2 separate regions of the Columba livia genome follow, and region 2 is linked to region 1. A link is a contact called in public Hi-C data. All regions are on one chromosome and are shown on one strand. The core of a region is the stretch at or near the end of the contact, and the rest is flanking DNA. Distances in the headings are between cores, read along the strand shown. Region 1 has its middle 8.2 kb from the start of LRRC8C. Region 2 overlaps LRRC8B (leucine rich repeat containing 8 VRAC subunit B).

Region 1 (4,363 bases), core at 1,440-3,939:
CCAGGCTGTCTTTGCCCAATTTTGATGCTAAGCAGTCCAAGCTGCAAAGTGAGCAGTGATATTAAGACGGATGTTAAGCTCTATTTAAAAAGACATAATAAATGGAAGAAACCCTCGAAAAATGGGAATCCTTCCCTGTTGAGAAACAGCTACCACTGCTTAGTTCTGGAGGGACTAGAAATCAGGTTAATTTTTTTCCCCGCTTCAAATCCATGTCAGAACATTTAGCTGGGGGCAGGCTCTGCTCGCCTCATTTCCCTTTTGCTGGTATCTCTCTCTGCATGGGGCAGTATAGTCATGACATCACTTGGGCTGTGTCACTAGTTTGGAACATAATTTCCTTTCCAGTCCTTGAGTCATTTTTGTGCTTTAACCTTTTCCTGAATATCTGTTATTTTCTTCGTGTTATCCTGAGTGGCTCTGCTGGGAAGAGGGTTTTTTGGTTTTTTGGTTTTGTTTTTTTTTTCATTTCTTTTCAATAAGTGGGAAAAGGGAAAATAAACACTTGTTATTTTGCATGTGTGGATAAGATCTGAGTAACTTCTTAAGGCATCATGTATGGTCTTCCATTTCTATTCTATGAATGTCCAATGTAGCATACTCCACATGATTTTAAAACATAATTGAATAAATAGTTTCATTATGTAGAATGGATGACATATAAAAATCTATAACTCACTGATGGCCAATATTTAAATATCTAACAATATTTTCCGTTACTAATAATCTGGAAAAATGTTATGTCTGGTGAGTTATGTCAGCTAAGAAATAGACAGTGGGTTGGGGTGATCCTCTGCTGTTTTCCTTATTTAAAATGAATCACAATTGTTTCCTCTTGTTTCATTTCTGTGTTCTGAGAAATTGATTTAGTTCAGTGCTTCCAGCTCAGGTCCTTTCCTAGCTTACTCCTTCACCCTCTGGTTTCCTCCTGGCATTATGCCATGGTCTCTGCCTCCATGGTGATGTCTGTCCTGTCCTTTCACTCAGTCTGGGTTCATTTTGTCTCTTGGGGTTGCAGCCACTGTACAGCTCAAGGCATCCACACACAATTGTCCTCTATTCAAATCTGTGTGTGTAGTTTAGGCTATACAGCAGCCTCTCTGGGGTCTTTGTTCCAGCTGGAGGATTCTGTTCCATGAAGGGGATGTGTAGTTACTCGCCTCCATGAGCAGCATGAATGTTCTCACGTGCCAGCTTCAGTGAAACTTTTGGCTAGCTCTTCCCAGAAACATTTCACTCTGATCATGCCACCAGGTATCCCCAGACTAGTCACTAGAGGTCAACATCATCTTCTCCTACACCACTAACTACCACATAATTAAGTCTCTTGCTCGTAGCAGTTCATTTCTCTAAACACTTCAGCTGTTCACGATGGGATGTTACTGACCCTGCCACTGTCCAAGGTTAGGAGGACGGAAGATGTGTAAGGAGGAGTTAGTAGTTCCTCACAGTGGACTTTTTAAAGGTATCTGGAACAAGAAAATAATAAATCTGAAGGCCTTTGGCTTCCTTTGCCTGAGGTCTATCTGAAGTCTCTGACAAACTGTTCCACAGTTGAATGGAAGTTAAGAAAAGTGAAAACAGGGAGGAAGAGCCTAATGCTGCATCATTTCATAAGCAGCTGAAGGAATGAAGCCTGGCCTACAGATCAGTGTCCCTGAAGATTTCCTCATAGTTGGAGTATTTAAAAGTGACCTCCCTCTTACAGATATTCTTGTGTTTAACTTAATCTTTCAGGATTTCTCTTGGCTGGAATACTAGCAGGATTTTGTTCCCCTTGGTAGCCAGATGCCTGTTTTCATGCAACTTGAAGGAAATTGGTTTATCTGAGACTTCTTTTGTTAAATTTGTTTGAAATCATCCTTCAGTATTTATTAGAGGGGTGACACAGACTGCATATTTACTTTAATGTTTATTCCTTACCTAATTTCCTGTGGGAATAGGATGTAAATAGTCTTCATCCTAGGAAATGCGCAGAAACCATATTTGTTATTATGAATGTCGTATTCCCCGGGCCGAATCATCCACTCTACATTTAATGAACTTTGAAAGAGGTGAAGAAAGCAATTTTTTTAGGTGGAGAGCATGGATCAGATTTTCAAGTGTGCATCTATATATACCAAATCTCTTTTCAGCTTATAACTTCTTATATCTGCTAGATCTGAGAGGAATACTGAAGATGGGGGAGAGGAAGGGAAGATGTACCTATCCAAAGGCACAGAATAAGATTGCCTGAGTGATCCTGGGTGTAATTATCAAGGCTTTAACTAGTCAGGATTTTAATTGTTGCTTCTGGTTTTTTTTCATTAAAACATACTGTTCATGCCAAATTTGTAGACTTGAGACAGTAACATGTTTTTATTTGTTAGACTGAAAGAAAAAAGAAAGAAATAACACACACAGTAATGGTACTTTACAACTTCCCCCCCTCCTGTAGTTGTTGTCTTCTCACTTGCTGTCCAGAGACTTGCCAGGAGAGGGGTTGCAAGCTGCCCTCTGTTCTGGCTGGGCTGCTGTGCATTGCTGTCTCCTTTCTAGCTAATGCAGCTCTCCCAGCTCACCTGGACTAGCTCAGGATCTCTGCACAGTGGTGCCTTGTGTGGGGAGTCATACCAGGAGACAAAAGGTCACCTCTCTCAGATGCTGCAGAGGTAATGGCAAAATACGGAATCATTTTGGTTGGAAAAGACCTTTAAGACTGAGTCCAACCATTATAGGTGCAGGGTGAAAAAGTTCTGTTCCCATTTTTTGTGCAGAGCTGGTTTATCACCTTTGGTGGGCTGACACCACTGTGTGTTTGCCCAGCATAAGTCTGGAGGAGGGCTGTCTATCTGGCATACAGCTGAAATTCCATGAACAGTGTGAGCTGGCACAAACCAATGGTACTGCTGAGGGAGATGGCTCTGCTGCCCTCTCCTCCCTCCTTCCCTCCCTCTGTGTGCAAGTATCTCTGCAGACGATGTCGGCATGGGTAAGCTGAGCAGCCCTGGGGCAGAGACCCAAGCACGAGCATGCTCCCTATTCATACTGCAAATGGTGGTACAGGCTGCGGGCCAGCCAGCACCCTTCCCAGCAGTGCTCTGGGTGGCACAGGCCAGCCGCTGTTCCCAGCTGGCAGTTTGAATGTAGCCCTTTTGGTTGCTATAAGGGACTTTAGCTTTATGGACACAGGCTGTTCTTTGCAATAAGTAGATGTGAAAAGTAACTACAGTATCCTGTTGTTGCTTTTTAAACATTGATAAGCTGACTGTGTCTAGTGTCATATCCTTGGACTCATGTAAGAGGAGTTTTAATATTCCTGCCTCTCTCTGTGCTGGACCAAGGAGTAAATGAGTAACAGAAATCTGAAAACCAGTTTCGTGTAATGCTGTACCTAATGTTTGTGTTCCATCCAAGCATCTTTGCATATGGTGGGAGGACAACCTGAAGTTGGAAGTATGCAAATGCTGAACAGTAACCACGATGTCACCTGGGTTTGACAGCTGATGTCTTACTAGAAGTTGCAGTCTTTACTCACCAATAGCCAGTGTCAGGACCTGAGCTGTGCTTGATAAAGCTGAGAAGCAAACACCTCCAGAGTTGAAACCATACGAGATGTTGCACCTCTAAGAGTCAATTTATTTAAAAGTGAGATTTCCTCCAGTGTGTTGGAGCAGAGGTTCCATGAAGGAAAAAAGCAGGAGGCTCTACTGGGAGGATTGCTTTCATTATATCTAGAGGCCAAGCTTTTGCACGTGTTGTGTGGTACTTTGAAAGCAGTGTGCTTAACCACTGCTTCAGAGCAAGTTCTAGTCAGCAGAACTTATTTCTTAATGAACCTGAATGGACAGGCTTCCTATTGCTTTTGAACTTTTGTGGTTTTTGCACTGCTCTCCTTTCACCTCAGAGCTGCAGAGTTCACCTGTTTCTATAATTATTGCCTTTTACCTAGTCATGCCTTTATTATTGCTAGATGGAAGCATGGTCATAGAGATCTTAAGATCTCCATTAGCATTGCATCCAAGCTAAAAGTGGATTTGGTTTAATAAGATAAAATCATGGAGAGATTACATTTTTGCTGAGATAATTTTGTACTGCTTTGTTTCAGGGTTTGCCCTTGACATACAGGCTTCCTGTTAGCTTAGCAAAGGTCTTCTAACATGGCTGTTTTCTTCATTCTTCTTTTCACAAACTAAAATAGCCTGGTGGTGCAGAGACTGTCAGCGTTACCTTTGTTCTCTCTTTTTATGCTTGTATTTTACACAATCTCCGGGAAGCAGTCCTATTCCTGGAAATTCATCGCATTCCATGCAATTGTGTGGCCTCACTGATGGTGTTCTTCAGCGGCTTCAAGTGATTCAGTGGAACTTCCATTTGGTTTTGG
Region 2 (4,429 bases), core at 210-2,709, 40 kb before region 1:
AAGGGAATATTGTCTATTCTTTTAGTTACAATTCTATAGCATCTGGTGCAACAGTTTTAATTTTATTTCAGTTGAAGTAATATGAAAAAAAGATTAACATGTCCAACTTATGCTACAAAGTCTGTTGTAGTTATGGACCACTATGAAAATTCTCCCCCAAACCTAACAATTTAGTTTATTTAACTTAATGGCATTTCATGCTTTAAGCAGGAAAATATCACTTTGTGTATCAGCCAGAAGGTCTTGAGGAAGCCTGTCTCAACAGTGTTAGAGAAACTGATGGAGCAGACAAGCCCTGCCACGCTTGCAGCAATGTAAAGGGCCAAAACTAAGGTTTCAAAGATTGCCAAGTTAGAAGGATTTTCCAAGTTCTGGGACAGCAGGGAAAACAGGAACATCTGAGCCTATGATTAAATCATCTTTTGAACTCAGCATTCAACACTATTCATAAAATCAAATCAGTCCTTCATTCCAGGACTCAGCTAAAGTCATAAATGTAGGTATGGTGAAGTATTTGCCTTTTCAGATTTATCTTTCATACTTAGAACTAATATTTATTTCAATATTTGAAGTAAGTAATTTTCCTAGCACCTGCACTAAGCTTTGTTGTCTTTTTTTAAGCACCCCAAGGATTTCACACTGAGTTTCAGTTTAGAAGCATCTCACTCATTTTGTAAGTGCATAGTAATGCATCCTGATTTTTTGATACAAGCCTTGCATGGCTGATCTAACTGCTCAACACATTCTCATTCACTAGAAGTAGTAATTAGTACACTTTTTTGTTAATTTGTTTTAATGTCATCCAGCAACATCTTATTTGTAAAATAGCAATGGCAGTCAGGAATCTCTACACTTCAAAAGAGATTAGCGAGTGCCAGTTCAACTGAAGAGGAGAAAATTACTTGGCAGAACTTGGATGCACAAACCACATAGCAAATCAGCTGAGTTCAGCTCTGTTTTTTCTGTTGGAGTTTTCTACCCTAGCTGCAGAAGATAAGACCCTAATGAACCTGTATCTTGGTCAAATCAAAGTAGACATGAAAAACATAAAATTTAAATCAGCTTTCCCTTGGGATATAGCCAGTACTTTCCAAAGTGGTATTATGCAAAGCATAAAAATAAAACCTTACTCGTGGCAATTCAAAAAGGCACGTGTGTATTGTAATTTCTTTTTTACTTTAATTTAGGGCCCCGAGGATTTTTGTCAAGAGGGAAAAATGTGGAATTAATGATGGGGCATAAAAGTCTTTGACACAGTCTTGTTTACTAACAAGAAATGGATGAAAGCCTGTTTTTTCTGATCACAAAAGCAACTGGGCAGCAGATGAGAGAATTTCTTTTCTCACAGTTCCTCTTCTTAGTACCTTACCTTCTTCTGTTCTTTTTCTTCTTCAGAACTGCCCAGCTCTGCTGTGCTAACAGTCCTGCTTTTCCAGCAGAAGCACAAGGCTGACAGGCTGGTGCCTGCAGCAGCTCCCTGTCCAGTCCCGTACACACGCCTGTGCCATAGGTCAGGCAGGACACACACACACCTCTGAGCTATGGGTGATTTGGAGTCTCTTGGCTAGGAAATACAGCCCTTACCCCCAGCCTGTTACCATGCTGATGCCTCTCAGTCTGCCTTGTGGCTGTAAGACCTGTTCAAGGAAAATAGTATGAATCGTGTCTTTTGCAAATATTTATTAAAGAGATGTTCTGAGAAAATAGTGTGCTATCGTAAATACAATGTACAATAGTATAGATGAAAATATCTTGCGGGCCTACTTTATTCCTAAAGGCCGAGTCCAGCCAGCATCTGGGTTGGAGCAGAGGATGTAGCTATTTGGCTGCTCCCACACTGAGTGACTAATGCTGGGTTGCATCAGGGGAGTCTAGGAAGCTGGAAATACTTCAGTGAGAATTTCCTATATTACTCACAGTATGTAGTATTAAACAAATGCATTTCAGTCATATGGGGTGAGCTGTATGACTCGTGTCTAACTACATTTTTTAATGATTAATATTATTTATTTTGATTCACCTTCAAAAATAATGACTTTTCTTTGCCTCATAGGCTGCACTGTAGTGATTTACTTATCAGATAGTAGCTACTGTATATGCTTGGCACTATTTTAAAAAAGGCATCATAGCCAATTAGTTTGATCCTGGAGTTCAGATTATACTGGCTTTATTGCCTCTGAAGATCTAATCTTAGCAGGTGCTGAGAACACTCCAATTTTGAATGACCTCATATATTTTGTAAATCTCAAAGAAAATTGAGTGCAACTGCAGAGTGAAGCAGGTGGTGATAACTTTAGCATTTCTTAGCATTACCCATAAACAAATTAATAATAATTTATTTGGATATCATTCATACTGCAAAGGCCAATTATAAATTATGTCTCTGTATCTTTGACTTCTTTATAAACCAATGTATTTTTATGCTGTGAAGGTTTGTGGACAAAACTGGCTTTTTTTACCTGTGGGATCAAGCCATTAATAATGAAAATGGGTGTGACAATGGAAGTATTTTCTGACAGATTTCAGAGGTGCCTTCTTTGTATTTAAATTTGGGTAGAGATACTTTGGTATAACAGACCTTTTTGTCTTATTTTTCCCATATTCTCTAGTAAACATAAGGCAAATTTCTGCTTGGAATGTAGCAGCAGCAAGTTTCATTATGGATTCCTCAAGATACCGGGAAGAGATACAGTGACATTTTTGCTGGCAGGAGCTACAAATAGTACAGAACTGATGTTTTCACTCTCTGGAGCAATATTGGGAATATTTTTTTCAGATAAATCACTGGCCAACCTCAAACTATACATTAGGAAAGAAGACTGAAGAGAATTATAAAAAAAGGTCCAGAATGAAAGTGTTCTGAAAGACAAAAACTTCTTCTCAGTGAGGGTGACAGACACTGGAACAGGCTGCCCAGGGGGGTTGTGGAGTCTCCTTCTCTGGAGACATTCAAAACCCGCCTGGACATGTTCCTGTGCGACCTCACCTGGGTGTTCCTGCTCCAGCAGGGGGATTGGACTGGATGATCTTTTGAGGTCCTTTCCAATCCCAAACATACTGTGATACTGTGATACAAATAAATTGCCTTTGGTCTTTTGATCCAACCACTTCCCTGAGGATCTGAGTCTGCAAGGTGCAGAGCAGTTCCTGCTTTATTGTAGGGGCAAATTAAATGGGAAAGAGCTTATACTGCTTGATCCCAAATTTGGTCTTTCAAAATGATGCAAATTAGAGAAACCCTGTAGCTGAAAGTGTTTAAATCGATCAGTTTAATTTTGGTAGCACAAAACTGAGGAGCGACATCACGTGTAAACCAGACTGCGGTTCTGAGGGAGCAGCAGCTTCTGGTGAAAAAGTAGCTGGGGACTATAATCAGCAACAGGAGGTTATTTGAAGGGGATGACCCTCTTGAGCCGTCTCAGTTGAAACCAGGGCTGCACATTCGCAGCCTAACAAATAAAGCAACAGTCAGTGATTATATAAAACAGTACAATGAGTAGTTTCCTACTGGAGGACTTCTGATTTCTAGTGTGTTAACCTCCACGGCAAGCATGAAGTTGTCTCCAGACAAATGCTGAATTAACTAGAAATGCAAGACTTTACAAGAGTGCTGAGCAAACAGAAGCTGGCATTAATGAAATATTTAATGGGTGCAAAATTCTTTCACTTCTGTGCAAAGTGAGTGAAATGTAAAAAATAAGAGAGCATAAATGAAAGAAAGACCCAGGACTCTTGTGAGAAGCCACGATCTGCATAAGAACACATTGAAGAGTGTTTCTTGTGTTTTCACCAGAAAATTATGTCATACAGAGTTTACAATACTGGATTCTTTGTGACTTGTAATTGCAATACTAGAACTGTGCAGTGCAGTCAGAGCATTTGTAAACAGCAGGAGTGAATTGTATTGGGATCCCAAAGCACTATTTTTTTTGCTAGTAGTGTTCTAGCAGATATGCATAAACTATTACTAATGCAGTATTAAGTGTCATGTATGAGCTGTTAGTGCCTGTAGGGCTACTAGAGCAAACAAGCGTTTATTTTGTCTTGAAAGCTCTTAGGAAACAAATACTCATCTTTAGTTCCTCTGTCTACTTGGAGTCCACCTTAGAAGTTTTCTTGGAAAGCCTGAAAGACTTCACACAATTGGTCAGTATGAATAAGATGCAAGGATCACCAGGAGGCAAGAATGCAATACCATCTAAAAGAAGCAGAGAGTAATTGTTATTTTTCAGCATTTAAAAACCTGGTAACGACTGGGAAACATCCTGGTTAGAAAAGCATTACTTATTTCACCTTATGCTGGGTGGGTTTTTTGGTTGTTGTTTGGTTTTGTTTTTTCCTATTGCTGTTACGCATGATATCTCCTTGATCCTGACATTCTGGTTTCTTCTATATTCGAGCCTTTCATTTCTTCTCCAAACTCTTTGAA

The links. Hi-C and Micro-C count contacts between places; a contact is called where the count stands out from the background.
Region 2: a Hi-C map of crop shows a contact between it and region 1, with 3 times the contacts expected there. The contact joins two enhancer-like sites. A contact is called at or near these places in 2 of 2 Hi-C or Micro-C datasets (crop and liver).

What each region holds. Positions count from the first base shown.
Region 1 is chr8:25,600,072-25,604,434 of bColLiv1.pat.W.v2, reverse strand. No RefSeq gene overlaps it. Among named protein-coding and RNA genes, the nearest start is that of LRRC8C, 8.2 kb to the right of the region's middle. Within about 2 kb of position 2,689, at least 1 of the 3 cell types and tissues checked has an H3K27ac peak away from gene starts, as active enhancers do.
Region 2 is chr8:25,639,216-25,643,644 of bColLiv1.pat.W.v2, reverse strand. The region is part of intron 1 of LRRC8B (leucine rich repeat containing 8 VRAC subunit B); the gene reads left to right. Among named protein-coding and RNA genes, the nearest start is that of KYAT3, 7.8 kb to the left of the region's middle. Within about 2 kb of position 1,459, at least 1 of the 3 cell types and tissues checked has an H3K27ac peak away from gene starts, as active enhancers do.